Linked DNA regions of Hordeum vulgare: region 2 is linked to region 1. Evidence: chromatin contacts called from public Hi-C data. All regions are on one chromosome and are shown on one strand. The core of a region is the stretch at or near the end of the contact, and the rest is flanking DNA. Distances in the headings are between cores, read along the strand shown.

Evidence for each region. A called contact is a pair of places that touch in the nucleus more often than the background predicts.
Region 2: a Hi-C map of leaf shows a contact between it and region 1, with 5 times the contacts expected there. The contact joins the promoter of LOC123401547 here to the promoter of LOC123401444 in region 1. A contact is called at or near these places in 3 of 6 Hi-C or Micro-C datasets (leaf and seedling) and 1 of 1 datasets of contacts at active chromatin or transcription factors (embryo).

What each region holds. Positions count from the first base shown.
Region 1 is chr6H:51,534,646-51,537,875 of MorexV3_pseudomolecules_assembly, reverse strand. It overlaps LOC123401444 (putative vacuolar cation/proton exchanger 4), which reads right to left and starts at 1,550. Exons shown (of 14, transcript XM_045095259.1): 1 at 1,356-1,550; 2 at 1,179-1,251; 3 at 935-976; 4 at 559-777; 5 at 358-425; 6 at 244-272; 7 at 1-156. The coding sequence starts at 1,247. It overlaps LOC123401443 (protein REPRESSOR OF SILENCING 3-like), which reads right to left. Exons shown (of 4, transcript XM_045095258.1): 4 at 2,399-3,230. The coding sequence ends at 2,698.
Region 2 is chr6H:51,884,851-51,888,080 of MorexV3_pseudomolecules_assembly, reverse strand. It overlaps LOC123401547 (IQ domain-containing protein IQM3-like), which reads right to left and starts at 1,548. Exons shown (of 9, transcript XM_045095374.1): 1 at 1,210-1,548; 2 at 774-888; 3 at 551-616; 4 at 221-309; 5 at 1-75. The coding sequence starts at 1,409.

The sequences.
Region 1 (3,230 bases), core at 301-2,800:
CGCTGAAAAATGCGCAACCAAGAACCAGAAGCAAGTTTGACAGGATGGATCCTAGCAGAGACTGCTGTACAACTCGTAACTTTCCGCTCCTTAGCGCATGGATCGATATAATCAACTCAGTTGCATTGCCAAATGTAGCATTCAGAAGGCCCCCAACTGCATGCACATGAAATTTGTCAAGCCAACCACAATTCGAATGCTACTTGGATCAGAATGCTTCAAAGAAGAGCAACTGAGTGAGACCTGTTGGGCCCGTGAAGAATGCTAACTGTCTGCAGTAAGAAGCAAAGTGTCAAATGCTTATTCAGTAAAATCAGCAAGAATCACCAAATAAGTGTGAAAATTGTAACAAATTACTCGGTGGCGAAACCCAGTCGCTCGGCCAACGGAATAATGCCCAACAGAGTCAGGGGAAACACCCAGCCCTTCAACACAAACAAAGGAATAAAAACGTAATATCAGGACAAGAACACAAAAAATGGAGCATATAAAGCGCATAAAGCAGATGTAACTACAGATTGATAAAACATTTGCAGTGAAATTTAGGAGCACGCGTACATTATTGCCTGTCATGTATTTGACGGTGATGGCCACAAAGCCACACGGTATCAACAGGTTGAGCTTTGACTTGAGCACCACAACCTTGAGGCTACCAAACATGCCCCAATTCCCAGGGCCTGCATTTCTCTCGAAGCCGCCGGTTCTGCGGGACAGCGCTTCCGAGGCGATAAGGATGTCGTCCTCGAATTCGTCTGCTCCATCGGAGAGTGTGGGGGCCTGTTCTATAGGAAAATCAACGAGAGCAAATCCAGTGAATAAGTATGGAGACACCAGATTAAAAAGACAAAAAAAAAACATACTACTGCAGTTTGCAAATGAGGAATGCATGATGAATGCGCGAGACGGCAAGGTGAAAGCTGTCGTGATCACTCACTTGAGTGGCAGACTTCTGGCCATTTCCATTGATCCTGTCCATCTGTGAATCAATAGAAACCAGTAAATAATATTAATTGATCATGCCCACCTGATTGCCATATTAATTAACAATTGCAACCTCCCAATTAATTATCATTTACATATTATTCAATTTATACATAATACGCATATCTGTTCTGAATTAATTACTACTATTAGATAATGCAGAAGAGGAAAGGAGAGGGAGGAGGGAGCGAACGAACCTGATGGGAGTTCTGACGGCCGGGCAAGAGCCGCCGGGAGTCGGAGCCGGACGCCGCCGTCGACGTCATCGTCCTGATCCACGGATGAAAGCCCGATGCGGAGTCGAAATCCTCATGGATAATAAATCGGAAGAAGAAGAAGAGGAGGAGGAGGAGGGAGATGACAATTAATATTACCGTACGGCCCCCTTGATCTCCGGTGAAATGTGCTTTTTAATCTCCTACTAAAACCTGATCCTAATTAGGGCGCTCGTCATCCATGAAGGAGTCATGACGAGGAGGAGGAGGAGGAGGACGACGAGAGGTGAGATGCGTGCATGGTCAGGTCTGGTTAGGTTAGGTTGGAGACGGGTACGGCACCACCTGCCTCCGCCTCGGCCCCACCAAATCCACCTCTGTCTCACGTCTCTTTTAGGTCCTGGTTTGGAAGAGAGAGAGAGGGGTAGGGTCGGGAAGAGAGAGAAAGTGTAGAGAGCTGGGAGAGAGTCTAGAGAGCCAACTTGTATTGTTTCATTGTCTGTTTTTTTTAATTCAATCGGTATTTTCAGTCATTGGTCCGAGGTTGGCATTTTCCTCCTTGCGACCCGGAGAGGAACTTCTGAAAGCTAGATGTAGATACATCGAGTTTTGCTACATCTACGTAAAATATTTACAAAAGGTTACGTAAGGGATTACTTAGCCAGTTTTAATTAGTGGGAAGCGGGGCCCATCCTGGAAATCAGGAAGGGAGAGGTTGATTAAAGCAAGCCACGTCTCTACGTAATCCAATTTACGTATGTGACCTATATATATACGTAGGTGTAGGATTATTAATATACATCCTATATTTAAAAAGAAAATAGTAATTCAATAAAAAAATAAAAAAAAACTGAAAATATTTTTGAAATAAACTTGACCTTTCATTATATTTGTAAGAAAAAATTCACAAAAAGAAAATTACATTTTGACTACTTTTCAAAAAAGACAAATTTTTGCTTAAAATAATGTGAATAGTGACCTATAATAGCAAATAAATTTTGTTTTCTTTGCCCACAAGTCAGTGTTGACTTTTTTTCATGAAAATTTATATACTAGTGCAAAACAAATTCAAGTTTAATCTAAAAATACTTCAAAACTATTTTGACTTCTTAATTAATATTAAAAAAATCCTCGTATAAGGGAGAAACATGCAAGAGTCGGAACAGTACTACTGGTAGGAGATTAAACGCACTGCAAGATTATAAGAAAATGGAGCCGATCATTCAAGAGAAGAAAATGGAGCCGATCATTCAAGAGATAAGATACAGCGATGTACTGAGGTCTCACGTAGTACTGCAGATACATCGTGTCAATAATAATGCTACAAGTAGCCACAGTTGACATGCCGTCGGGAGGCTAAAAAACTTAGTTGAGAATGTAAAAAAAAATTGCAAGACTTAAATTCGCAGGAGTCAAGCTTCAAGAAGAGTGATTGCTCGTTTGGTAAGCCTTGGTGATGGTACGAGCTAGCTCCGCAAGATGTGACCCCAAGAACATCCGGTTATCTTTTCCGCGACGGTGGCTTTCCTCTCCGGGAGTTACTGGATCCTGCTTTCTTCTCGTCACCCCTTTTGATGAACCCGGTCAGAACCTTCTTCGCCTTCGACCATTGCTGAATTGACTCTTCGTTTCTCATGAACGGGCAGACTTCACTTATTGTAATCCTTGGGACCACGCGCGGTTCTTCTACCTTGTTGTTCTCATCGTGCCCTCGAATTTCATGACCAGCTGAACCAACTGTAGTTCCAGCAGATGGTGTTCCCGTGGAACTCAACAAGTTCTGCTTGGCCAAGGGTTGAGTTATAGCCTCCGGGGATTCCAAAGATGTCATGCCTAATGATGTCACTTCCCTCCTGGATTCGGTGCATGCGACGGAGGTCTCAGTAGCAGGTTCAAGTTTTGGTGGTGCTGGATTGGTGTTCGGCAGTACTTGTGATATACTGAAAGATGTAGCCCCCATACCTCCTACAAGATCTCTCCAGGAAGACTTCTGAGTCCACACCGAACCCTTTTTAGGTTCAGTAGGAAGCTCAT
Region 2 (3,230 bases), core at 299-2,798, 350 kb before region 1:
CTTATGCATTGCTTCTTAAGCCGAGCCCTTGGACACTCTAGAAGATCTACATCTTTTCCCTCACCAATATCAAGCCTGCATATGCAAAAAAGAAAAAGAGCAAAAGACTATCAATTTCCGTGCAAAATATATGAGGCTTACCTTGTAGGAAAATGGGAACTACATATTCATTTGCATGATTTCATTTGGACAGCAAGGTTTTCGGCAGTCATGATCTTACCAGTAGAAGAAGGGCTGGCCAGCCTGGGTCTGGCACCAGACATCATAGTAGAAATGCAGGTTATGCCCGTACCTGTGCCTTGGATCAATCTACAAGAATATGACAGATGGATGTCAAAATTTTGCAAATAGAAGTCCAAGTCAAGACGAGGGCAAGCTATGGAACTTCTTATCATCGATGTTCACAGACAACTGACAGTCCGAGTCAACTGACACTGGGAAGCTTATTCTTTTCACACACACACATTTGGAGAGCATAGAAAGGCAGCAAGTACAATACTACTACTTAGCATTAAAAAAGTAGTGGATGTGTGGGATTTTTTGTACTCACAGCCTCGATCCAGTGCTGGAAAGCCAGCTTGAGAGCCTTGGCGTCCTTGGATAAACCCTGCCCCACCTGCAACATGCTCATGAACATGAGGTGGAGTTGAATCTAAGGATAATTCCAGTAAAAAAAAAAGAATGGCTTTCTTGTGGGGAAAAGGCCATCATGGTGAGCTGCTGCCTTGTGCCGGCGACTGATGGTGCAGGGGAAGGGAATGTATCAAGAGGACCTTGGATGCGTTGAGGCTGACGCGGTTCCAGCGCGAGGCGGCGGTCTCCGGCTCCGGGTCGTCGTAGAAGGAGACGGTGCTGTGGTTGAGCCGCGCGAAGTCCAGCGCTTGCCACCTTGCTCAATCCAAACCAGGAAAAAAAAACAAAAAAGGTGAATTTTCAGCGCACGTAGCCATCAAGGCACAGAACGAATCAGGCAGTATTGCCGACAAGGACCAAAATCAGGGTCGCGGGAGGGCGAGAACCAAGAACAAGAAAAGGGCGGCAAGAAGCGCGGAATCCTGAGGAAATCGGGCGGGTTTGGGCGATTTTCCGTTGTTTTTGCCGGAATTATCAGGCCGGCCAAGTGGAAGGAAAGAAGCGGAGCAGTAATGGTTTCCTTTTTTTGTGTGAAGAAGAGTACTGTAGATAGTACAGTAGGTAGGATCTGGTTACCAGAGCTCCTCGACGACGACGGCGGAGTCGGCGAGCTTGCGCCTGGTCCGGTAGCTCCGGTAGACCTTCTGCACCTTGGTGGCCGCGCCATTCGCGCCGCCTCCGGTCGCCGGCGACGGCGAGGAGGAGAGCTCCTCCGTGTGGCTCGGCTCCCGCGAGGCAGCGGCCGCCGGAGGAGGCATCGCGGTCTCCACCTCCATCTGCTGCCAAGATAATGGTCGTGGCCTTCTGGAGTCGGGCGGGTTGGGGGATGGTCGTGCTCTTCTCGAGGAGGAGGGGGAGAGCGGGGTGGGGAGGGAAGAAGGGGGAGGCAGCAGCTGGAATTTATGCCCGCCTGCGCTGCTGCTGCTACAGTAGATGACACGAGAGATGAGATAATCGGAGAGTGGAGTAGATTACTGTTATGAATGAGCTGAGGTCATGGTCCAGCTGGCGAGTACGCTGGGTCGTCTACCCGGGCTGTGCGTTTTGTCTTGAGGGGTAGGCAAAATTTCATGTTTTGACCTTTTTATTACGTCACATTTTATCTCTATCAATATCTTCAAGATATGCCCGCAAAAAGAAAGAAAAAATATCTTCAAGATATCGAGTCATCATTTCATATCAAAACGGACTACGTTTTTGTCTGTTTTTTATCCGTTTGGATCAACCGCTCATTCGGCAACAGCTCTGTTTCATATTTTGATCGGCGGTGCATCGCGTTGACCCATATTTACCGACGTGGCCGTCTGACCGTCCTTTTTAATAAATATGCACATATTTTGCATTATTTAACAAACAGGCATAATTTTTTTTAGCATATTTCACAACCAAATAAAACATAGTTTTACAACCAAGTAAATTAAGCATATTTGACAAGCCGAATAAAAAATAAATTATCTCAAATACATGTGAAAAAAATACATTTATTGGTTGCCAACATGAGTCCACACATGCTCAACCAAATCATTTTGCAGCTGCATATGAGTTTTTCAATCACACATTTCATGATGAAATTGAGTAAACTGTTTAAATGTTGCCGCTCCTTCATGCTCAAGCACAACATTCTCACCCTGAAACTGAAACCCTTGATCATAGATACGTTCCGTGCGCTCATCTTCTACAATCATATTGTGCATAATTGTGATAGCCCGGCTTATTAGGGATGATAGACTACTCATATCAATAAGGAATTCCTTCTTTTCCGGAAGCCCATTCAAACAGAACTCTCACGTTAAGCGTGCTCAGCTCACGTTAAGCGTGCTCAGCTTGGAGTAGTTCTAGGATGGGTGACCGACCGGGAAGTTCATCCCGGATGCGCATGAGTGAGGACAAAGTGCGCAGAAAAGACTAGTATTGATATGTGGGGCCAGTCTTATTAGGGATGATAGATTACTCGTATCAATAAGAAATTCCTTCTTTCCCATTCAAACAGAATTGTGCTCCAAGTCCTAGGAGGATACCGAACGACGCCCCATCGAGATTGCAAAACATCAAAGACACGCTCGATGTCCTTCCTAACACTCTCTTGCTCTTGCACAATTCTTTTCCACTTCTCTCCAACAGGGTCGCGGATTGTCTTCACAATAGTGGTCTACTGTGGATAGATACCGTCACCTAGGTAGTATCCTTTGTCGTAGTTGTGGCCGTTGATGGTAACATTCACCAACGGGTCGATGCCTTTCACAAACCTTGCAAACACCGGCGAGCGTTGAAGCACGTTGATATCATTGTGTAATCCGGCCATGTCGAAGAAAGAGTGCCAGATCTAGAGATCTTGTGAGGCCACGGCCTCAAGTATGACAGTGCAATCCCTGACATGGCCCTTTTACTGCCCTTGCCAAGCAGAAGGGCAGTTCTTCCACTCCCAGTACATGCAGTCTATGTTATGAAGCATCCATCGGAAGCCCCTGCTAGCATTCATCGCCAACAAGCAGGTTGTATCTTGAGGAGTCGGCTCTCTCAAGTGCTCAGGGTCAAACACAACAATCACAACCCTGCAGAATCTTTACATGGACTCGCATGTAGACTCGCTCATACAG